Regions from separate parts of the Hordeum vulgare genome. Here region 2 is linked to region 1. The links are chromatin contacts, called in public Hi-C maps. All regions are on one chromosome and are shown on one strand. Each heading gives the region's core, a stretch centred on a gene start, on an enhancer-like site or on the middle of the called end of the contact. The rest is flanking DNA. Distances are from core to core; before and after follow the strand shown.

The links. A called contact is a pair of places that touch in the nucleus more often than the background predicts.
Region 2: a contact with region 1 is called in a Hi-C map of leaf, with 4 times the contacts expected there. The contact joins the promoter of LOC123404265 here to the enhancer-like site in region 1. A contact is called at or near these places in 3 of 6 Hi-C or Micro-C datasets (leaf and seedling).

Annotation. Positions count from the first base shown.
Region 1 is chr6H:68,190,735-68,196,475 of MorexV3_pseudomolecules_assembly, reverse strand. No RefSeq gene overlaps it. Among protein-coding and RNA genes, the nearest start is that of LOC123404717, 39 kb to the right of the region's middle. Within about 2 kb of position 3,660, at least 1 of the 3 cell types and tissues checked has open chromatin away from gene starts, as enhancers often do. A contact at or near this core is called in leaf, where this site is marked.
Region 2 is chr6H:68,267,353-68,273,825 of MorexV3_pseudomolecules_assembly, reverse strand. LOC123404265 (endoglucanase 5-like) reads right to left here and starts at 4,046. Exons shown (of 4, transcript XM_045098189.1): 1 at 3,157-4,046; 2 at 2,838-3,041; 3 at 2,222-2,476; 4 at 1-47. The coding sequence starts at 3,582.

The sequences.
Region 1 (5,741 bases), core at 2,411-4,910:
GTGGAATCCATGAATTATCAGCCTCTGATTCGACCCAATCCTCTCCACGGTCGATGGGCCGGACGGGGTGCCCCCCAACATCGCTTCCTAATCCTAGATGGGAGAGAGGGTAGATGCGGCGGAGGTGGCACGACGGCGGCAGAGGCGGCACGACGGCGGCGGAGGGGCGGTGCGGAAGCGACTGGATCTGATTCAGGTGAGTGTCAGTTTGCGGCCCCACTGGTTACCACGTAACGGTCAAAATGTGTACTCCGCCGTATGCGGCCCCACTAGTCAGAGTTAACGGTCAAGTCATTGACCCGACGGCATCGTCCGCTGTGACCAGTTCTGAGGGTTTCGAGCAAGCGAGTGGGGAAAAGTGAGCAAAAGTTAGGAGCGTAGGGATGAATGAGTAGAACTAACGAACCAGGGGCACAGAAATAAAAATACCTGTTATTAAAGTTGTTCCTAGAGATAAAATTAACATCAACTTGCTCTCTTTCTTGAGCAACCAAAGAATTTAAAGGAACATCATGAGGATCTATAGGAGCTTTCTTAGTGAGTAAATTCATGATCATGTCAACCTTATCATTAAGGGAGGAGATATCCTCATCACAGTTTACCTTCCTACCTGTTGGAGCTCTCTCGGTGTGCCATTGAGAATAATTTTTCATCATCTCATCCAATAGCTTTGTGGCAGCACCAAGTGTAGTTGACCATCCTACCTGTTGGAGCTCCCTCGGCCGAGTCTAACAGATTCCGCGAGGTAAAGCTCAATCCTGCATAGAAAGTTTGGATAACCAACCAAGTAGGAAAACCATGTGTAGGGCAATTCTTAACAAGAGATTTCATATGTTCCCAAGCTTGAGAAACATGTTCATTATCCAATTGTCTAAAATTCATAATGTTACTTCTTAATTGGATAATCTTAGCACGTGGGTAATACTTCCCAATAAAAGCATCTTTGCATTTATCCCAAAAATCTATGATATTCCTAGGCAAAGATGGAAGCCACGCTTTAGCTCCTCCTCTCAAGGAGAAAGGAAAAAAGCTTAAGTTTAACAATATCACCATCTACTTCTTTATATTTTTGCATATCACGAAGCTCAACAAAATTGTTCAAGTGCAAGGCAACATCATCTCCAGCACCGGAGAATTGAGCTTTCATAACAAGGTTCAGTAAAGCAGCTTTAATCTCATAGGACGTAGCCCCAGTGGCGGGAGGAGCAATAGGAGTGCAGATAAAGTCATTGTTGTTGTAACTAGTGGAGTCACCCAACTTGGTGTTCTCAGTGGAACCCATAGAAGTGGCAACAAGCAAGAGCAAAGCAACTATTTTTTTTTGGTTTTTGGTAGGACTCTAAAGCAAAAACTAGAAAGCAAACTAACAAGACTAAAAAGCAAAGGTAAAAGATGGTGTGCAACTCCCCTATCTTGAAGAGTGGAGTCCCCAGCAGCGGCGCTAGAAATTCTCTTGATGACGAGGTGATGTATATGCTTCTCGCCCCTCGTTGGACCCCAAGTGGAAGGTAGAGATGTAGTCAGCAGCAAATTTCCCTTACACGGAGACTGTAAGGTTTATCGAACCAGGAGGACTCCTATGCTCAACAAGTAGGTGTCTTCCACCTGGCGCTAGCAGAAGACGTGGACCTGCACGCACAACAAATAAATTTGCTCCCAACGAGTACAGAGAGGTTGTCAATCTCTCCAGCATTGTAGTTTGCAAAGGTTCAAAACACAAGCGGGAAGGTAATAGTGGTTGCAACGGAAAAGTAAATAAAACGGTAAATGGTGGAGGTGCAAGCAATGATGGTGATATGGACCGGAGTCACATGATGTGCACTAGTGATATCTCTCTCCCAAAAGACGATAAACAACTATGCTAGGGTAAACAAATCACAGTTGGGCAATTGACAGAATTATGATCGCACCGCAATGCTAATTATGCTCCTTGATAGTTTGAGGTTCAATATTAATGGGCAGTACGCCAAGACAAGTAGACCGTTTATTCATCAGCATCTACTTACTAATCATACACCTTGATATATTTATCCAGTATTAAGTTGCGAGCCCCACCCGAAGTGTAAACTCAAAACAACGGACAACTGCATTAGTGAACTATGCGTAAGGTAAACAATCCTTGCAACCTTGGTCACAAGCACCGTTGTTTTCTCCCTGGTGGCAACAAGCACATCCCCTAGTCTCATGTTTCTGTCACTCAAGCTAGACATCGAGGGGGCCGAACCCACAATCATGCATAACGCTCCCTCTTGGAGTTACGATCTACTACTTGGCTAAAGCAATAAAAAGCAACGGAGAACATGCAAAAATCACTAAGGAACATAATATAAAAGGATAATCAAATATATAACTCATAACAATCTGAACATAATCTCAAAATCCATTTGATCCCAACAAACCGAGCATAGCAATAGCAAGAGAATTACATAGATGCCTTGATCATGTAGGGCAGCTCACAAGGAATAACCATTGAAGCACAATATTGGAGAGAAGACATCACATATCTGCTGGTCATGGACTCATGGTCCAAGGTAAACTATTCACGGCACGTCCGAGAAGCGTCCATGGCGGTGGAGAAGCTCCCGGAGGTCAATCCTCCCTCCGGCAGGGTGCCGGGAAAAGGTCTCCTAACGCTCCCGATCTTGGAAACACTACGGCGGCGGAATGATGGAGAAATTCGCGATTCTAGATGTGATCCCGGAGGTCACCCACTCCGTTACCTGTCCCGGCGTGGCTACAGTGGAAGCGGTCGTACCGCTGACCACAGCCGGATTTCACAAGACAACAGCCACAATGTGGCCCGTGCCGTGCGTGAAGGACACGCACCAATCCCAGCGGCCAGCCAGTGGGCCTAGCATCCGATGGGACCCTGCAGCCGACGGGCCCCGCAGGCGACAATACTTCTCAGACGGGGGCCATTGGCCAGCCGAGTCCCCCCTAAGTACCATATATCCATATTGTAAGCCGGGGGGTTCACCTATAAAACCCCCTGGCCCTCCTCCATGCAGAGGGTCCGCCATTCTTACGCACGAACACACATACAGGAGAGGTAGAACACGAGCCGGCTAGCTCCTTCTTCCTCCTCCGTCGAACAACTCAAGGAGCATTGTAGTTCTCTTGGTTCTTCAATCACTCCGGCAGGATTAGGGGTGTTACCTTCCACGGAGGGCCCCGAACCTAGATACATCGTGTGTCTCGCACCGCTAGTTACCAGCCCAACCACTCTCGATATGCCACCCTATGGCATCTGTCGTGAGAAAACGACAACAAGCTTAGTATGTCAAAGGTGTTCATAGAAATAGTGATGCACATGCGCGTATTTATATGCTAAATGTATATGCGTGTTTTTAGCATTTGCTGTTAATAAAGAAAAAGACTGGCCTGTCAAAACAACTCTCTAGAGCTGCGAATATTCTAGGCTTTGTAGCATAATTTTGTCGCATATCTTTGTGGTGTTAGAATCGAGAGACCAAATTCAGACTTTGGCAATAATCGAGAGGCTAAGAATATAACTGCCCCCAACTTTTGTAAAGAACAGTGACATGAGAATCATTCCTTCTCCACGACTATTTAGTGCGCGATGATTGGTCGTCTTGTCTGAACTCTGAACCGCATGACACAGATGGAGGGGGCCGGGCAAGGCATAATGCATTGCTTTACGCCACTTGAGCTAGTAATGCCTGTTCAAACTCTAGCGCTCCTTTGTAGTACGTCTGGCTGCGTGGAGGAGACGAATGTGATTCCAACTTCTTCATGATGCACCCACGCTATGCCGTTGATATGGAGCTCCATGCCGTCGATCACATATATATTCACGGAGAGTGAGACGCCGGAGCCATATTACACGGAGAGAGATCAACAACCCTTGGATCAATCGTGCGCGGTGCCCACAGTATCTGTCTAGCTTGAGCAGCACAGCCCGCCGTTAGGGGACATGCATCCCCATCAATATTCTTCCATCGTACTGTACGTGCTGGCTACCTATAATTAAGGTAGCTAGTTTCCTCGGAGTAGCTAGCTGGTCAGTGCCTTGCACTTGCACACACCCACACCCGCGTCATCCGGTCGTCACACGGGACGCCCCCGCGTCAGCGATCAGAGTTAGTTAACGAACTCGACTGGTCAATTCAGGTCCCCCATCCGTCTACAGCGAAACGTCAAAAGATTTGGCACATACCACATACACACACCCATATATACTACGTGTGCAAGCATTCAAACTGTCTAGAGTTTCAACGCCGAACACTTGAATTGACAAAGCAAGCAAGCATGCAGGCAGGAAGGCAGGCAGGCAGACATCACCAGGTCAATATCCTTGTTGCAATTATTATCGCCTAACAGAACAGCCGGACTGACATGATCGATCGGAGTCTCCAAGCAAAGCGTCTGATTGATTGAATTGGCTTGAATTCCATGGATAGAATTAGAAAGCAGGAGCACTAGTAGTATCTCTGTTTGGGACTTTGTACGTAGTACTACGTAGGTGGGACGGGAGAAGTTTCTTGTATGGAAGCGTATGGTCGTTGATCCGTCACACTGTCCCAGAAAGAAGAGAAAAAGGAAACTATATGTATGTATGGTCACACGGAGAGACAGGTGAGTGCGTGCATATTCAAACCCCAAAGTTTTGGGTTGTTGTGGGAAAAGGGAGGACACAAAGGTTGAACACGCATCGCCCTTTCTTTTTGTGCTACTTCTTAATCAGTTAGTTAGTTTACTCCACTTTAGTTTACCAGGGTGGTGGATGATTGTGTTGTGTGCATGATTAATTGCATCGTCTTCCTTCTTCCAACTTGACTTTTGTTGCGATTAACAAAGGAATTAAAAGGGGGGGATTGAAAGGGTTGATTTAGCTAGCTGCCGGAAAATGCCTAACTACCTTGATTTTCCGGACCAACCGGTCGGCATCTGCATCTGCTGATAGGAGCACAAATGTATACTACAACACCATATATACCATTGCGTTTCTAACGCAACAACTGGTGAACTTTGCTGGGATATTTTATGTCGACAGTTTAATAATTAGAGAAAAGGTTTCGTCAACAGCAACGGAACTTTTGTTTGAGGGTAATGTAACTTATAAAGGCTGCAAATCAACATGTCTGCAATCTGTGTTAGGTAATGTAATCGTATCGAATCACATGTTTGTATATACGTTAATTAAACAACGACTTGATTTATTTTGTTCTTCCGCGTTAAGTGGTTTTCCTTTCAGCCGGCCAGCCAAAGTTCCTTGAGAGCTCAAGAGATGACAACGCTAGTAGTCTTTTTCTCGTCAGCAACGTGCGTGCTACCCCTAACAACCCTAGCTGCTGGATGAGTATCTTCGCTTAGCTTGGAAGATGCGCCGCTGCATCCTACCAAAATGTATCCAAACAGATTCTGAAGGCGATGCTCAGGGGCAAGCAATTTTCTTATATCAGAAAATCTATCTCTCTTTTTTCCCCTTTCTTGTACTCCTTATATTTCTTTACAAAGGGAGTATCTCTTTTTGCATAACAATGTTAATCATGCATTTGAAATTTGTTAAACGTGTAAAGAAAAATATTTCTGATGTATAGAAAAATGTATATTCTGTATAGATATCAAAACATATTTTTGAAAATAATAGTAATGATGTATTTTTTTGAAAAGTGTATAAAAATTACTCCCTCCGATCCAAATTAATTTGGATCGAAGGGAGTAGCATAGTATATAAAATGTTAATATCATTCAAAAAAATGTTTCAACGTATATCTGAA
Region 2 (6,473 bases), core at 2,797-5,296, 77 kb before region 1:
AGCACCGTCCGGTACTCCGAGCTCAGCTCCTTCTCCTCAATCAGCAGCTGATCGATCAATGGCCAAGAGAGAGGATTGTTAATCGCACGGATCAAAACAGAATTATTGCTAACTAAACAGCCGATGATGCACGGCTAGTTTCGGTTTTTAATTGACAGCTGATTTGTAAATATAAGACCTGGCTTTGAACCCTTTGACCTTTTGTAAATAAAACAGTTGACCCTTTCTGAAACATGTGGACCTCTATAGGCTTAGAGGCTGCATGTCGATCAGGACGTTTGTGAGCACCTTCTACAGTAGTAGTCAAACTATGTGCCAAACTTAATTATTAGGGTTGACTTAAGCACAGTGATCGTAATCAACCTGTCCTCCATTTGTCTGGTAATATTTGAGTGCAGAATTTCGACATCAACTGACAGATGCCATGGTCGAATGGCATATATTATCATGGAACTTAATTTCAGCGCAGTACATAATGAATTTTCCAGGTTATAAACCAACCCGAACATCAAAGAAAAATGGGCCGTACGTATGGGCCACACGATCCTTGTGGGCTCAATTACTAGTAGGTGCTCAACCTGTGATCCAACCACTTTGCTTCTCCCACACAGACATGCACTCTACTTAATCCAAAGAAGAAGAAAGAAAACCGTGCAGCTACTGTCGGTTGAATATTTTTTTTGTCTCATGTGCTTCTACTATTTTTTTCCCTCCTCTCACCAACTTGATTAGCCGATATACATTAATTAAACGACGGAAGAAATGACCATTCGACTCCTCCACTCCACTTGGGCAAGTAATTAAGTAAGATGTCCAGCCAGAGTATCCATCAATCATTAGTTGAATCGCTTGCTTCAGACATCACATCCCAAACAGCAGCAACCCATGCCAGGGACAAAAACAGCTTGTGGATGACCAAAGAAAGAGGCATGCGATGAGCCTTCACCCTCACCCTCATGGCAAGAGGAGCTAGCTAGCCGCATGCTGCCTTGCGTTCTAAGCATATGCATGGGAGAAAGAAACAGAAGGTGTGGTCAAAGGAGTTATGATTAGGAAGGCAGTCCAACTCCCAACGAGACCTGAGTGACAGTGCGGCCGTCACCTCGCGGACAATCCAGGTTAGGTTAGGAAACCGGTCTGTTTCCGGAAGGTTTTTTTAATAAATTGGCATGGCATGGCAGACACCAGGAGGAGCACATGTGAAAGGAACGTGTTGGAAATATGGTTGCTCACAGGACAAAGGCGCAGGTGGTGTAGGCCGGGTAGGGTAGATCAAAAGATCTCTCCTAGCTAGTTGCATGTTTGTATTAAGTACTGTATATAAAACAAATTTGGGCATCTCTGATCTCTTTTCACCCGGCCCTCTTGGTGGGCTGAGCATCGTCTGCTCTGCTCTGCTCCCCAACCATGATTAGCTTTTTTGTTGAGAATCATCATCAACCATCTCATATGCTTATATATACTTAACTGGAGTCTGCACATGGGCGCCGGGCCCTCTAACAACAAAATCAACGTCTACGCGAGAACACGCGGTGCAATTCGGTCGAAAGGCTTTTGGGATATGTATATGCATTCTACTAGAAGAAGCGTGGAGAGATGGCCGGTCCGGGCGGAGTTGTTGGGCATGGCGCATCCATCAACCCCAGCGGAAGCACCCCAAGAAAGCATGCTAGGTAGCCATGCTTGCAAGCTAGAGAGAGAGGGTGCGTGGCTAAGCAAAAGCTAGGGTGCACCAAACACGCGGCTTGCTCCTCATGCTAACGATGCAGAAACCGGTGGCACGTCTGTCAGTTACTACAGTAGAGTACGTATATGGGACGAATTAACCGCATTCATACCATGCAGTATTAACCCCTGTTATTTTGTTACGTAGTACTATACGGCTGCTACTGATTACCACAGTAGTAATTTTCTTTAAAAATTGCCAACTAACTATATTTTGGACTGCTAATTTTAATATTTTGGACTGGACTAACTAGTAGAGTAGTAATTGACGTATGGCTTTGACTAATTTACAGCTAGCTGCCGCGATCGGCGGTGGAATGATCCTATTTTTGGCGAGAGGAAATCATTCTTATCATGCATGCAGCGATGAAAAGGTAAGCAAGTTTGACCGGTCCAAAGAAAGGAAAGGTGGATAGGTTGGTGCATGCATGCATGGGTTGCTTGCTTGCGTGCGTGCGTCAGCAATGGAGACTGATCACTGATCGGTAGTACTGACCTTGGAGGCGAGGATCTGTAGGCCGGGGTACTTGATGTCCCAGCTGAACTCGGAGACGCCCCAGCCGGTGCCGCCGAAGTCGTCGGCGTTGGAGACGACGTAGTCGAGGTAGTCGCGGCCGCCGGTGGCGCGGTGCAGCCACAACGCCGCCCACAGCAGCTCGTCCTTGTACCCGCTCGCCGACGGGTAGAAGCTCTTCACCACCCGCACGCTGTCGTCGTACCGGCCCCTGTACTTGTCCGCGAACTCGAACAGCTGCACGTATAAATACATACGTACGTACAAATTCAAATTAATGCATGTACTCCGTATGTATGTAGAAGAGTATATACAATACGTATTGCCGAAGCGTGTGTGTTGTTGTGTGTGTAGGACGGACGGTGAGCTGCTCGCTGTCACGTACCAGACGACCCAGCTGCGGCTAGAGTGGATCGACTGTCGTATTTTAATCGTGAGTTTCGTGTAAAGGGATCGAGCTGACAAAAGCTAGCTTAAAGGGAAATTAAGCTGCTGGTGCTGCTAATCTAGTCTGAATTTTCTGCTAGCTTTATGTTGATTGATTGATTTCGTGCGGCAAGTAGTGTATGTAGTAGTAGTAATACGTGTGACAGCGTACCTGCTGCGCGTGGTGGAGGAGGAGGTGCGCGTAGTGCGCGTCGCCGGCTCGCCGGAACACGATGGACGCGGCGGCCATGGCGGCGGCCGTCTCGGCGGCCACCTCCGAGCCGGGGTGCTCGGCGTCCACCTTGTACGCCCGCCGCGACGTCGTCATGTCCTCCGGCCGCTGCCAGCAGTAGTGGTCCGAGTCGCCGTCGCCGACCTGCGCCACACGTCGATCGATCGGGTCAGAAAAGATACAGTGTGTGTACGTACGTGTTTACACACTACATTCTGCGCGCGCGCGCGGCCGGTCATGGCGATGAGTGCTGACTGACCTGGGTCCAGAGCTCGTTGGGGGCGGTGTGGGCCTTGATGAAGTAGTCGGTGCCCCACTTGATGGACTGGAGCGCGTGGGCGCCCTCGCCGGCGGCGGCGATCTGGTCGCCGTACTCGAGGACGGCCCAGGAGAGCATGGTGACGGTGAAGGCCATGGGGAGGCCGAACTTGACGTGGTCGCCGGCGTCGTAGTACCCTCCCACCAGGTCCACCCCCTGCTCCAGCCCGTCGGTGAGCCCCGAGTGGCCGCGCCACCGCACCCGCTGGTTGTACGGCAGCCGCCCCGAGCGCTGCGACTCGAAGTAGAGCAGGCTCTTGGACAGCGCGTCCCCGTAGTCGTGCCGCGCCGCCGACGCCGACGCCATCACCAGCGACACCGCCACCACGGCCGCCGCCAGCGCGAACCTGCCCGTGACATCGCTCATCTCACCGACCGCCCGCCCGGCCCGCGCGCGCGCCGGCCAAGAAAGAAACTGCGAATAACCAAGCGTCGACGGCGCGATCGATCGACCCCCGGCCCGCCGTAGACGAAAATGGCCACCGGTGGCCGGACTCGCCCGCGGTCGCCGGAATAAAGGGTTTCCAAGAAGGGGAAGTGGACCGGCGCCTCCTCGGAAAAGTGAACCTCGTCGCTCGGTGGTAGCTTAAGCTGGAAATGGAAACTGATATAGATAACCGACGAGGGAGTAATTGACTTCCAGCTTTAGCGGCGGACCTCTTCCTCTTCCTCTTCCTCTTCCTCGACAATATCTCCTTCGCTGTACATGGCCGATGCTGGTGCGATTATATATGGGCGGGGCGGGGAAGCAGATATACAAACAAAGTGGTAGGAATGGATGGCGATGTTGGGTTGGTGGGCTGTGTTGAAACAAAGGAAAGGAAAGGAGGAAGAAGCTTTGGGTTTGGGGCTTGGCAATGGCATGCATGGCGGTGGCGGTGGAGGTGCGGTGGCTTGGCAGGGGGAGGACAGCGACGTCCCGGGACAAGTCAGTACCAGCTACTCCTAGTCCTAGTACTGCTCTGCTGCTGCAGTTGAGGATTTCATTTTTATTTGGGTACTGCCTTCAAGCTCATGCAGGCCGCAGGAGCCAGTCCGTTTCGTTTCCTACGTTATTTTTTTTTTTGGTTGTTCAGCTTGGTCCACGCGGCCCCACGCAGCGGCTGCTGAGGTTGGTCGGTCCTGCCCTGCCCCGCCCAGCCCCGGCGGTCGTCGTGGCCAATCGGGGAACGGTTCCCGCGTTTGCTCTGACGTACGATCGCACCGGTCTACGGTCCGGATTTAGTATGGTCCTGCCCGCCGGAGCCAATGCAAAGGCATCGTGGAGCTAGAAATATGAGAATGTACAAGTAATATAAGAGTAACTACAGTGCTAACTCACAAAGAAATATGAAATCGTTTCTTAGTGATCGAAACACTTTTATATTTCTTCACGAAGAAAGTATATATATACATACATTTAAGACAGGTGCATGTAATGGTGCTGGATGTGGATAATTTCGGTGCATATATTTGACCTATTGGAGTTGTCCTTATGTCGTCATCAGAAATTATTTATTTCCCAATACGACGAGTAAGAATTTGTTTACAGGTTCGAACGCCGCACGAGTTCACGACATGATCAAGAAATTTTGGACCACTTCTAAGTGAACAACCGGATGATCATGTAATAAAAGATAGACAAACTTAATCTTTTATAACCTGCTAAACTAAGTATATGGTGGAGGTTTCCAATTTTAGCGAAATGTAACTACAATTATTAGCATTAATTAAGTTCCACAACTGTGTGTAGCCATGATGGCCTTCCTAGGAAAATAGTTCAATACAGCTGATAAAGAATTTTTTTCTTGCAAATAACTGATAAGCATGGCTATTATTATTTCATAACAAAAATGAGTATCATTGTTTGTTGTTAGGTCGATAAGTTGTTGATTTTTTGTTGTCTCCGGTTTCTATAAAGATTGGCACGCATCACAAGGACGATACAACTATGTTTAACGACATGCATTACAAAATCCAAACTGACTGATAGCCGGGCCGGTGTAAGAAATGCAAAGAAATCAATCTTTTTCTCCATTTCCTGAAGAATTTTTGTGATCTCATCTGTCCACGCCTGCTAAAACAACATTTGTGGTAGTGCGGATGTGCAAATTTAGCAAAATGCAACGAAAATTGTTGGCCTCAAACTGAATTTCACGCAACCTACGAATAGATCATGGTCTACATATGGTGCAGATAGATTATGGTCTTGCCGTGCGTAGCTCGATTCCTTGAAGCCAATGCAAAGGCACAGTAGAGCAAGTGATATGAGACTACATAGAAGTAGTATAATTACAATGCTAACTACATATATTCCACCTATTGGAGATGCCCTTATGTCATCATCAAAATATTTTTCTTTTATAAATACAATGAATAATAATCCCTCTGTTTAAAAATACTCGTGGCGGTTTTAGTTCAAATTTAAGTTGAAATGCCGCATGCCCCACGCCACGGCTACTGAGGTTGGTCGGTCCTGCCCATCCCCGGCGGTCCTCGTGGCCAAACGGGGAACGCTTCCCGCGTTTCCTCTGACGTACGATCGCACCGGTCTACGGCCCAGGTTTATTATGATTCTGCCATGCGTAGCTCGACTGCCCCTGAGCCAATGCAAAGGCATAACGCAGCAAGAAATATGAGAATGTAGAAGTAACATAGGAGTAACTACAATGCTAACTTTTCCTCAAAAAAAAAATACAATGCTAACTACTCCCTCTATGAACAACTGGAGTGCACGACAAGATAAAAAAAATTGAACATCTTGAGGTGAACAACTGGATGATCATGTAATAAAAGGCAGACAAACTTAATCTTTTATAACCTGCCTAAAACTGAGTATGGTGCAATTCTCCAATTCTAGCAAAATGTAATTGCAATTATTAGCATTAATTAAGTTCCACAACCTGTGTGGCCATTATGGCCTTCGAAAAAAAAGATTCGACACGAATGATAAACATGTTTAAAAAAGAGTTTGTCTATATGTGATATAATTATTACACATCTAAGTGACATAACCAAACATGGAAAGGAAAAGAAAAAGCAAAAAAAAAAACCACGAATCACGGCGTAAGATCAGTGACATAGAAATTAAATTTGCAATACATATGTCACATCTAGATGTGCTTTAAGCTAAACCATTTAAAAAATATCTGATAAGCATGGCCATTATTATTCCCTAATGAAAATCAGTTTCATAGTTTGTTGTTGGGTCAACAAGTTGTCGATTTTCCGTTGTCTCTGGTTTCTATAGAGATTAATTGGCACACATCACAAGTACAA